Regions from separate parts of the Zea mays genome. Here region 1 is linked to region 2. The links are chromatin contacts, called in public Hi-C maps. All regions are on one chromosome and are shown on one strand. The core of a region is the stretch at or near the end of the contact, and the rest is flanking DNA. Distances in the headings are between cores, read along the strand shown. Region 1 holds the start of LOC100278180. Region 2 holds the start of LOC100277766.

Evidence for each region. Hi-C and Micro-C count contacts between places; a contact is called where the count stands out from the background.
Region 1: a Hi-C map of leaf shows a contact between it and region 2, with 2.7 times the contacts expected there. The contact joins the promoter of LOC100278180 here to the promoter of LOC100277766 in region 2. A contact is called at or near these places in 5 of 25 Hi-C or Micro-C datasets (ear, leaf and tassel) and 2 of 3 datasets of contacts at active chromatin or transcription factors (leaf and seedling).

The regions. Positions count from the first base shown.
Region 1 is chr3:229,601,845-229,607,928 of Zm-B73-REFERENCE-NAM-5.0, forward strand. LOC100278180 reads left to right here and starts at 3,626. Exons shown (of 1, transcript NM_001151539.1): 1 at 3,626-4,317. The coding sequence starts at 3,681. The coding sequence ends at 4,106.
Region 2 is chr3:229,465,807-229,471,948 of Zm-B73-REFERENCE-NAM-5.0, forward strand. LOC100277766 reads right to left here and starts at 1,852. Exons shown (of 1, transcript NM_001151252.3): 1 at 599-1,852. The coding sequence starts at 1,732. The coding sequence ends at 758.

The DNA.
Region 1 (6,084 bases), core at 2,376-4,875, 140 kb after region 2:
AATGGGCGACGGAAGTCGGGCAAGGCAAGAACTGGTGCTGCACACAGCGCCTGTTTGAGGGCTTGGAATGCCTGATCATGATGCTGAGTCCAAACAAACAATTTCCCTTTGCGAAGAAGGTCATTGAGTGGCTTGCAAATGACACCATAATGGGGTACAAATTTACGGTAATACCCCGACAGCCCCAAGAAACTACGCAGCTCCTTTACTGTTGCTGGAACTGGCCAAGCGCGAACTGCTGCAATCTTGTCTGGGTCTGTGGACACACCTTTACCACTGATGATGTGACCCAAGTAAGCTAACTGTCTTTGAGCAAAGGAACATTTGGATATTTTCACCTGCCATTTATCCTTTTGCAGCAGCTGCAACACAAGCCTGAGATGGTGGCAATGATCATCATATGTTTTGCTATACACCAATATATCGTCGAAAAATACTAGGACACATTTTCTGAGCACAGGTGATAGCGTAGTGTTCATTGCCAACTGAAAAGTAGCCGGTGCCCCTAAAAGACCAAATGCCATGACCTTGAATTCATAGTGGCCCGAATGTGTCTGAAATGCTGTCTTATGGGTAGCATCTTCCTTGAGACGGATCTGGTGATAGCCTGCCGTGAGATCAAGGCTAGAAAACCAGCTCGCTCCTGATAACTCATCAAGTAATTCATCTATCACGGGTACAGGAAACTTAGTTTTAGCTGTGATAGCATTGAGATGTCGAAAGTCCACACAAAACCTCCACGATTTGTCTTTTTTCTTTACTAACAGCACAGCTGAAGAAAAGGGACTAGCGCTCGGTTGGATAATGCCTGTGGTAAGCATTTCCTGAACCTGACGCTCAATTTCATCTTTGATCGCCGGAGGGTAGCGATATGGCCTCACAGATACTGGAGATGCACCAGAAATAAGTGGAATATCATGATCCAATGCCCTAGGAGGTGGCAAACCACTTGGTTTGTCAAAAACAGCAGCAAACTCCAAGAGCAACTGATGAATATTAGGAGGTAAACCAACAGGAGGGAACACAGGTGGAACCGGAGATGTAGTAAGCAATGAAATGATAGTCCCCATGGGCAACTCAGGAACCAACCCTTGCAAAAAAATCATGGAACCAGCATAAGGAATAGATAACCATTTTTGTTGCCAGTGCACTCTCATTGGACTGAACCTCTCGAGCCAATCCATACCGAGAATCATGTCAAAATGAGGAATATCCAAAATCTTGAGGTCAGATACAAACTGATAGCCTTGCACTGACCAAGCAGCCTGCAACAACTGAGTGGAACATGACAATGTTGCACCGTTAGCCACCCTGACCTGCACAGGAACAGCAAGTGGTGACAGTCCTTCGAGCCCTTGTATGACCTGTTGACTCAGAAACGATTGAGAACTGCCTGAATCCACCAAAATCAAAAGTGGCTTGTTCTGAATGGTTCCGACAAACCGAATTGTGCAGGGAGCTTCCACACCCAATGAAGCAGCCTCCGAAATAGCAACAAACAGCTGCTCACCTGGCTCCAGAGATTTGTTCTCGGACTCTTCTTGGTCCTCCTCCGGAATTAGATCCCAGACCTCCAAAATAGCAGTGAGGGGCACCGATGCTGGACATTTATGATCACGAGACCATTTCTCTGCACAGCGTTGGCAAAGACCCTTGGCACGACGATAGGCACGCAGAGCCAACAGCTTGTCATCACTTGGTCTTCCACGAGCAGTGTCTCCATACCGTCTGTCATCTGTCAACATGGGTGCTGAACCTTTATCCATCTTGGGTGGCACTGATATAGGACAAGGTGATTTGGCAGCATGCACCCATGAGGACCAGAATTCCGATTTTCCTTGATCACGCCGTCGGTGCACCTCATGGGCCGTTGCTTCATCCTGCAATTGAGCAAGCACGAAAGCAGTATCCAAATCCGACGGCCGTTGAATAAGAACAACAGCTTTTAAATCAGACCTTAATCCCTCAATGAATCGCATAATGAAATACAAAGGATCATTGCTATTTTCATATGCAATCAATTGATCTACCAGGCCAGCAAATTGTTCAATGTAATCAGCTACAGTACCCGATTGCCTAATGGTCAAAAATTGGCGAACTAAAATTTCATGCTGATCACGCCCAAAACGACCCAGTAACATAGAACAGAACTCAGGCCATGCTATGGTTCTAAGACGCTTTTCTACAGACTGTAACCATACAGATGAGGCTCCTGAAAATTGCATGGTAGAAATTCTAATCCACAAATTAGGTGGTACTTGGTATAAGTAAAAATAATCCTCACTGCGTTTGATCCACAGTTTTGGGTTAGACCCATCAAAACAAGGAAAATTTAGTTTGGGAATGTGGCAATTTGAGAGATCAGACGACTGAATATGAGTATGATCACCAACTGAATGATTATGTTGCGATCTCTCATGCGGACCAAACAAACTGGGCTGGAAATCAGAGGTATGCAGTGAAGGGGAAGGCTCAGGCTCCATACCCGTGACCGGGGTATGCGAATGGGTGTACACCGACCCAAACGCAGACTCCCGGTGATGTTTGTCATCGTGGTGCCCTCCTGGGCCGTCGACCGTGATGCCGGCAGATGGGGACGCCGAAGTCGACCCGGGCTTGGTGAAGATGCCCGCCGCGGATGGATGGGACGCAGTAAGGACGACCCGATTCACTGATTTGCGAAGAACGCTGACCTCCTGACGAAGTTCCTCCACTGACGCTTCGACGCGGGGCTGCCAATCCCCAAATGCCGCCGCCTTAGATTCCAGAGATTGGAATCGTTCCGCCAGGGATTTCTCGACCCCTTCCATGCGCTGGGTGAGCGAGCCTTGGAGGTTGTCAACAGACTCGCGCATCGCCTTCATCTCATCCAGCATAATCTTCATGTTCGGATCCATTGCTCCTAACCTCTAACGAAATCTGGTGAAGTGGGGGTGGTGAATCTCGTGAGGCTCCAGGCCGAATTCGCCACAAATCGACCGGGTATGGACAGGAATTAGAGGAGACCCTAAGGAATCAGCAGCTCACTGATTCACTCGAGATCGATCCTGACCTAATCCGTTGCCCAGTCGACCGATGGATTAGGGAATTGGCACTGGAAGAACAGAATCGGACCTCTGATACCACTTTGTTAACAGTAACTATGGAACAAGACTATTGAACAGTAGGAAGAGTAGAAGAACAGAGCAGGGATAGGCAGAAGACAGGCAGAGGCGGCGAGATGTTTAACAGTAGAAGTGTTTACAAGTTTTTCTGATAGATACCCTACACCAAACTCTCCCTCTATTTATATATGTCAGCACTACACCCAGTTGGGTCCAACGACGTTCGGATTTGGCCTTCTCTTTCGCTTGGGCCTGGCCTCCTGGGCTGGTAGTGAGGTGTTGCTGTTGGCAAAAAACGAGTCAACAGAGGTGATTAAATTAAGCACCATCTCAAAGCGACGACAAAAAAAATCACTCTGCGTTAATTTGGTTTGGTAATCTGAAGCAGAACACCGCGAACCCCAGAAACGAGCAGTCGTTCCACCTGTCCTGCAACACGAAAAACTACGCCATGCAGATGCACCAGCACACATGCTTTCGAAAGTCAGTTATATACCCATGGTTTGGATTCCCGGTTCAGTAGTGATCGCTCACTGAACCAGTTGGAAGAAGAAAGGGTAGCACGAGAAACCCGGAATGCTGCTGCCGCTGCAGGTAGCGGTCGTGGTCACCATGCTCGCGTCCCCGGCGGGGGTGCTGGGCATCGCCACCGACGAGGACTGCAGGTGCTTCATGTGCGTCTGCGACCTGGACCCGTATCCGCCCCCGCCGGAGGCGCCGACCCACCACTCACCGCCGGCGCAGCCGCAGCCGCAGCCGGTCCCCTCGCCGCCCCCGCCCCCGCCCCCGCCGCCGGCGCCGGCGCTCCCCGCGTACTACCCGCCGCAGCCGTACGGGTACCCGTGGCCGACCACGTACGGGCCACCGGCGGGGGAGATGTACCCGCGGGACGACAGGAGGAGGGAGTCCAAGTCCGGTGCGCCCCCGCGGCACGGCGGCTGCGGGCGCGCCAGCTTGGCCCTCGCCAGCACCAGCTTGGCTCTGCTGCTGTGGCTTGAGTGATTGTTTTAGTCGCGCCGTGTCGTTCGGTTCGATTAATGCCTACGTAAATCGAGTATATGTATGGCGACCAAACTTTCGTGTTGGGGTAATAATGGGGTTGCATTGCATGTTGTCGCTGGCTGTCAGTGTACTAAATTTATGAGATAGAGCTGCTGCTAAAAAAACCAGCAGACGAGCAGCTCCTTTTTTGTTTAAATTTTTCGGTTACTGATGTTTTTTTCCTCCTTGCGTTTCGTTCACGTAACGCTGCTAACGACGATGCAAATCGTACTGAAAAAAGAAAGAAAGAAAAACAACAAAGAACTAGAAGGTGTTTATGTAGGGTTCGGGGTGCTTGAACTGACCAAGTCTGCTGCAGCTCATCACGCGGCTCACACATGACACACCGCATCAGCCCAAGGCCTTCTCTGTGTGGTAGTGGAGCTTCAACATCTCGTGTGTCATGTGTCGCGGTCAGCCGCTTACCTTACCTTGGTGCACAGGCAGGGTCAGGGTCGAGCGATGCGTGGCCATCTGGAATTCTGGATTGTCATCAGCGTAATTGGCCGGCCCGGCACTCGGTCTTAGTCTTACCCACCGGCCCCGTCAGGCAACGGCAACGGCAACCGGGTCGGGTCAATCCCCGCTCAGCACTCAGCAGCTTGCACGAATGGACCCAGAAGCAGCTCGACCGCGCGCGCGCACTTGTGTCACACTAATTCCCATTCTACGAGTTCAACGTTTCATTCTAGAAGATAGTCAATTATTAAATGGAGTACGCACGTCACACTCCCACACTACAAAAATGCCCCCCCAAGAACACACACACACAACAACTAACGCACCGTACTTTTTTTTTTCGTGCCGCGGTGCCGTTGCTGCGGTCTGTTGCAAACAAGATGGAGGAGGGGTTCATCGGGGCGCGCAGGAGGAGCTGCACCGGCTACCAGCGGCTGCGGGCACCGCCGCCGACGACTCCGGGCAGAGGCACCTGCAGGCTCGGACGGCGAGCGGTCCTCGGCTCGGGAGGCTGGAGGTTCGTCCGGCTACGCCGCCGCCGCCGCCGCCGTGCCAGCGCGCCGCGGTGGTCGTCGCCGCTGCAGCTGCTCAGCCGGATCCTCGACACGTACATCACCTCCATGCTGTCGCAGCCACCACCGAACATCTTGAAGCCACTGAACATGCCGCCGCCGAAGCTGCGCCGTGATGCTTCACCGGGGACGGGGTCGTCGAGACGCCGCGATGCAGGCGGGAGCGGGAGAGGCGTCTTGCTCAACATCTGCGTGGCCGAGGTGCTCCTACGGCGGACCACGTCGGAGGTCAGGCGGTCGCCGTTGCAGCCAACGAAGGACGCGCGGCGCCGCAGCGTCCGTGCATAGAGACCTCCCTACCTCGCTCGTTCCAGCGAAGCGACGTTTCTGCTTACAGGGTCGAATGTTTTTCCTCTGCAATCAGATGCCAAGCCACGATGTTTCAGATAGTTGCAAGTGTTCGAGATAGCTATCTGATCTTACGAAACCACGACAGATATGTTTTCTGTCTCTTGTACCATTAGATTTAGTCCTACATCATCCAAAACTTGGAAAGAGAGCAAAGTAAAGCTGGGAGAACGCATAGCAACCTCTTACGATGTCGTCCTTCAAGAAATACAAGATAAACAAATTCTAACCCTCAAAACATTGTGATTTTGAGTTCTAAAGCTCCAGGCCGCCTCTAACCTCATCAAAATGAATAGGAAAGCTCATGGAGAAAAAAAAAAGAAAGGAGTGATTAGGGGTTTGATTTTACAGCTACAAATTAACGCAGTAGAACATCCTAAGACTGACCACCTCTATTAATGGAGCCATTAACGGAGAAAGTTTTCATAGTAGCATTATCTATATTAATAGGTTATTAACAGAGACAAAACAACTTACATTGCTATCTAGTTAAACAAATGATGGAGGTGGTAGTCATATGATGTCGACCTTTCTTGATGGGTTATTAAATTGCCTTATGT
Region 2 (6,142 bases), core at 602-3,101:
CCGGAATAGTTCCAGCTAATCAAAGTTTATATAAATTAGAGAAGCAATCCGGTCAAGAATCGTTCCGACCCACCAATCCGACAGAAACGAACAAGGCCTAAAGGGACCCTATTACCGGAATAGCTTCGGATACACATGTAACAATTTTGACTGCCCAATAACCAATTTGATCCCAAGGCAAAGAATAACCAGTTACACCAAATGATGCAGTCAATACAACTAAAACCACGCTCGTGACCCAAGTTAATTCACGGGGTTTACCTGTGAGATACACACGAAATACGTGCAAGATCATCATTAGAATCATCATACTTGCTGACCATCGATGAACCGATCAGATTAACCAACCAAAGTTGGCCTCCATCATTATAATATTGAACGGAGGAAAAAACCTCTGTAACGGTCGGTCGTAAAAAGTCATAGCAAAACCGGTAACGACTTGTAAGTGTAATTCTCCCTAAACAATAAAATATGTTGACATGAGGAGGAATATATTTACTAGTTATATCATCCGCAATTGCCTGAATTGCAAGACGTTCTTCAAACCGTATATGAAAATTTCATCTCGTACGGCTCAAGCAGAAATACACAAATTTGGCTCAAGCAGAAATACACAAATTTTCAGCGGATATTACAAACGACTCATAATTCATATCATACATAGAATATAAGTAACGTGTCTAATCCACAGGAGGCTACACCAACTACGGCATGAGAAAAGCAATTGACTACAAGGCAAGTTATGCATTTGGTACTACTATCTGATCTTCTTGTTCATGTTGCCGGCGAGCTGCCGCATCTGGAACCTCCAGAACATGAAGATGGTGAGGGCAACGCCAACGAAGACGAGCACCACCACCATCTCCCCTTCCGACTCCGATTTCCACGAGGCCTCCTCGATCCGCCACTTGTTGCCCCCGTCCATCGCCGCCGCCCCAACCAGCGCGTACACCCGTCGCCGCTCCCGCACCGCCACCGCGGCCACGGGGCCGTCGGGCGCGGGCGCGGCCTCGTCCCGCACCCCGCACGAAGCCCACCCGTCGTTGCTCACGACGAGGCGCAGCCCCGCGGCCCCGCCCACCGCCACCGCCCCATCGGTCCGGACCGCCACGGCGGTCGGCGTGAGGGCGCAGGACACGGTCCTCGTGGCGCCGTCCTCCATGTCCACGCGGAGGACGCTGCCCGAGCTGGGCTGGCCCACGAGCAGGAAGCCTCGGCTCACGTGTGCGGTGAGCGAGGCTAGGGGCACGGAGCCGAGCGCCGGCGCGGATGCGAGCGTGGCGAGCTCGCCCTCTACGGATAGCTTGTAGATTCGAGCGCCCACAGTGAGGAAGGCGTTCCCGGTGTGCGGGTCCACAGCGATGCCGCCCGGAGGGGCGGGGTCCGCAACAGGCGTCGAGAGGATGAGGCGGTGCGGCCGCGGGGAGCGGAGATCGAACGCGGAGACGGATCCCGGGGAAGCGACGAGGAGGCGGCGTCGCCGGTCGTCGACGGCGACGCAAGAGGCGCCAGAGGAGACGATCGATTCGGTTACCCCAGCGTCTGAGACGGAAAGGACGGCATCGCCGCCGCCGGCGACGACAAAGTGCTGCGCCGTAGGGTCCCAAGCGAGGGACGCGGGATTGACCGCGCGTGAGGGGGCGAAAGTAATGATGTGGCGCGCGTTGGAGGGGATCGGCGCGACGGCGGCGAGGACAAGGAGGAGGAACAGCGTGGCGGGGTGGAAGGCCATTGGTAAGGGGATATCCCACTGTTCGTCTGCAATTGGAGGAAGACGAAGACGATTTCGTCTAGAGCGTATAGAGATCTCGAGCCTATAGTATACAACCCGCGGCGAGGGCAAAACGAAAATAGTGTAGAAAGGAGATATATTGTGTTTAATACGTGCAGGGTGGGATGTATTGTATTGAGTTTTTGGGATTAATATATTAGGAATATGGTTTGGAGATAAGGAAGGTCATCCAATCCATTCTAAATCAACCATATCAAAAATTGTCTAATATACTCTGATAAATAAAAGATAATTGTATATTTAGATATACTCTGACAAATAAGAGATAATTGTATATTTAGAACTCTAAACATTGTGCTTCACAATAATGCCACTCAAAATATTTGCATCGAAAAAAAGGATTACAAACATGTTCTAATTGATTAAGCTGCTATTTAATGTGTTCTCTTCCTTTTGTAATCTAATCTCGTGTACTTTGTCCCTAACAAGATAATTTTACCCCTTTATTAATTATACGCTCAAGGTGGACTTTGAATCCACCAGGATAACGCGAACAGGCAGACACCTGCTGCTGCTCGCCAAACGGCTGCTCCCTGCTCACCGAACGGCTGGGCAACAGGTGCTGCTCGCCAACATAGATGGCCACGAACACGGATACGAACAGCATTATGGTCACGGATAGGAACAGGATGCGAACAGTATGAACCTCCTCGCCGAGCGTGGCTGTCGGTGCGGCCTTGGCCAGCCGGTAGGTGGAGAACAATGGAGATATCTCCGTGGTCGGAACGCTGGTGTGAATGTTGTGATTGGAGTCTGAAGTAGCTCATGCAGATGATAACCTTTTGTATCGATAATATCGAGGTAGCCGAGTGCAAGGGTGTGGAGCCGTTGTCGAGGTGTCGTGCGTCGATAGTTGTGGTCGATGTAGTTGTCGAGAATGCCGAAGAAGCCAAACTACACGAGTCCCGGGCGCAGCACGCGGGAAGGCCCACGGTGCGCCAAGAGGCACCAGGTTGACGATGGCGTAGAAGGAGGGTGTCGTAGGCAAAGACGGTGACACAATCGCGGTAGTCGATGAAGGAGAAGCCAACGCAGAGGACGATGTTGTCAAACCGCCATGGACAAGGCGTACTCCAGGTTCACCAGATCTGGAAACGCATCGTGGACGAATGAACGCGCTGGTGTTTCCAATATCAGACGTACAAGGGAGACGGTCCCAACCATGTGTCAGCGCCTAAAGGGGCTAGAAAAGAAGACCTCCACGGCGGTTGTGATCCGGTATCGCTGGAGTGCCATCACAACTCACGATTGCCCGAAAAGAGTAAACAAAGTAGTCGAGGATGAGATGGTGATGCTAGCAACAAGGTTGTGTTGGACAAAGACGAAGAGATAGACGTGGCGACACATCGAGGTTCCTGGAGTTGCCGGCGGGAGAGCCACAACACATAGGAAGAAGGTCATCGACATCGCCACTGTAGCGCGACGGTGGTGCTTGAAGTTGGCGAAGAACTCGAATAGCTGAAGAAGACCATGCGCGAGAGACATGCATCATATGCTTAACGATGACGAAGACAAACGTTGCGGTTACACAAACATGTGGCACATCCTACAAGGGTGTTTCCCCCGGTGGAGATGGATCTCCTCGTGAGCAACACGACCATGTAGAAAGGAGATATTGTATAAAGCGTGGAATGATGGGTTGTATTGCATTGAGCCCCTGGATGAATATATATATATATATATATATATATATATATATATATATATATATATATATAGTTTGTATATTTGGAGCCCTAGTCTTTCAATAATTAGAGGAAGCTCTGGCTCAATGGTGCCATCCGGTTCAGCCGCACCAGGTTTGAGCGACTATAAAAACACCACCAGGCCGCCAAGGATTAGGTTTTAGCGGGGGCGGCGGTTCCCTCGGGTGAGCGAACGGCGGCGACGGTTTCTTCGGGCGTGCGAGCAGCGATAATCCCAGGGGCCAGCGACGGTGGCGCCCTGAGGAGGGCGATCGACGGTGGCGCTCCCCTAGGATCGAGCGGCGTCGACACTCCCGAAGGATCAAGCGACGACGACCTCCCTAGGACCGAGCGACGCCAGGAGCGAGCGACGACGGCGCTCCCCCAGGACCGAGCGACGGGGGGCACTCCCCCAGGATCGAGGATCTCGGAGGCGCGCCCGCGGCGGTGGATCTGGTAGGCACGCCCGCGATGGTGGATCTGGGAGGCGCACGCAACGTCGGCTCCTCGGAAGCGCGTACCCTGGAGTGGCGCCCGCTGGCGTCCCACGGTCGGCAATGACGCGCGACCTTCCCTAGGCGCGAGCGGTGGTGGATCGACGACCATATTTTTATGCGATTTTGTATACATATTTATGCCAACGTCAATAGATTTTTATGATACTTTGTCAGTTCATGGCTCTCCTTCCATCTTCTGTATGTTTCTGATATTTCTATTCACATTTATGTAAACGTTTGTTGTTTTTTACGTAGTGTATCGTGATACATAAATAACTTACACATGTAGCATAATTAGTATTAGTATATATCATAAACTAGTTCTAACGAGCCTAACTGCATGGCTGTTAGAGAGATCCTATATTTGTGGACGAAATAAAGCATTGAAAATCATATTTTTGTTTCCATGCATGTCAATCCATTTCCTTTTAACTCACGTTCTTGCCATCCTAATTTTATGCGCATGCGACAGAAAATATATTTTGTACACAGTGTATCGTAGTGTATAAATACCTTCACCGTGTATTATAATTAGTCTCAGTATATATCATAAACTGGTTTTAACGAGACTAGATGTATGCCTCTTGAAGAGATCCTATATTTATGGAGAAAATTAAGCATTTAAATCAGATTTTTTTTCCATGTATGTTAATCCATTTTCTTTCAACGCACATTCTTGTCATCCTAAATTTGTGCGCATGCTGCATGAAACAGATTTTCTAGATGATGTGCAACATTGCATAAATATCTATGTCGTGTAGCATAATTAGTATCAGTATATGTCATAAACTGATTCCAACAATCCGAGCTACATGGCTATTTTAGAGATCCTACTTTTATGGACGAAATAAAGCATTTAAATCATATTTTTTGATTCCATGCATGTCAATCCATTTTCTTTCAAAGTCCATTCTTGTCATCCAAAATTTGTGCGCATGCAGTAGGAAACAGTTTTTACGCGGTGTACTACAATGCATAAATATCTACACTGAACAGAATAATTAATATCAATATATGTCATAAACTGGTTTCAACGAGCCTAACTACATTGCTGTTGGAGATATCTTATATTTATTAGGGAAATAAAGTATTTAAATTAGATTTTTTTGTTTCCATGCATATCAATCCATTTCCTCTCAACTCACATTATTGCAATCCTAAATTTGTGGACATGCACCAGAAAACTGATTTTCTACGCAGCGTACCGTATTATATAAATACCTACACCGTGTAGCATAATTAGTATTAGTATATCTCTACTATACTTAAAGCACCAGTTTCAACGGTCATCCTGTGTTATATTTTTACAAATAACTCATTACATCTATCTTAAATTGACTCGTTGCATCCCTCCATGCACACAACCTCCACGTCCAGCCCGTTAGCCAGTCGGGTGGTTAAATTAGTGTAAAATATTAAAAGAAGTGGTGCGGGAGGTTGGGTTCAAACCCAAGCCATGATGGAAGAAGGCCGTGAGACAATGAGTGAAGCCATCTAACCAGTAGAACATCATGGTTAATTGTTTTTAATATTGAATATAAATTCTATATATGTATATACTAGTTTTGTAAAATAAAAAATAAATAATCGTGCCGGGCCGGATCAGCACTACGGGCCGAGGCACGTCCCAAGCACGACACGACGAACGTGTCGGGCTGGCCCAGGCACTATTAAATGGGGCGTGCCCCGAACCAAGACGCGGCCCATTTGACCATCTATACCTCTGCACGATACTGATGGTCCTCGCCTCAGTTGTCGCCACCTCATTCGTCATCCTACTTCTTTTCTCTATCCCCTCATGCCTTCACCTCCACACCACCCATTCTCGGCAGAGGGCGTGGGAGTAGGTGTCTCCTCTCCGTATTCATCCGACACCAGCCCCGACACCGACCCACGCAGTGGCTATTGCACGTCCACGAGGGTGTTTCACAGCATGCACGCACCATCGTTTTCGCCATTGTCGGACGTCCCGTTCGTCTTCCCGGTCTTCGCCATGTTCTTCCTCCCCAACCTGCTGTCCTTGCCCACGGTCGCAGCCGCGAGCCGACCGACGCTCATCGACGCGGGTACGGGTGAAAGGGAAATAAGGTTAACATTTTCCCACAATTAATTTTGGTGGTTGAATGCCCAACACAAATATATGGACTAACTAGTTTGCTCTAGAATAC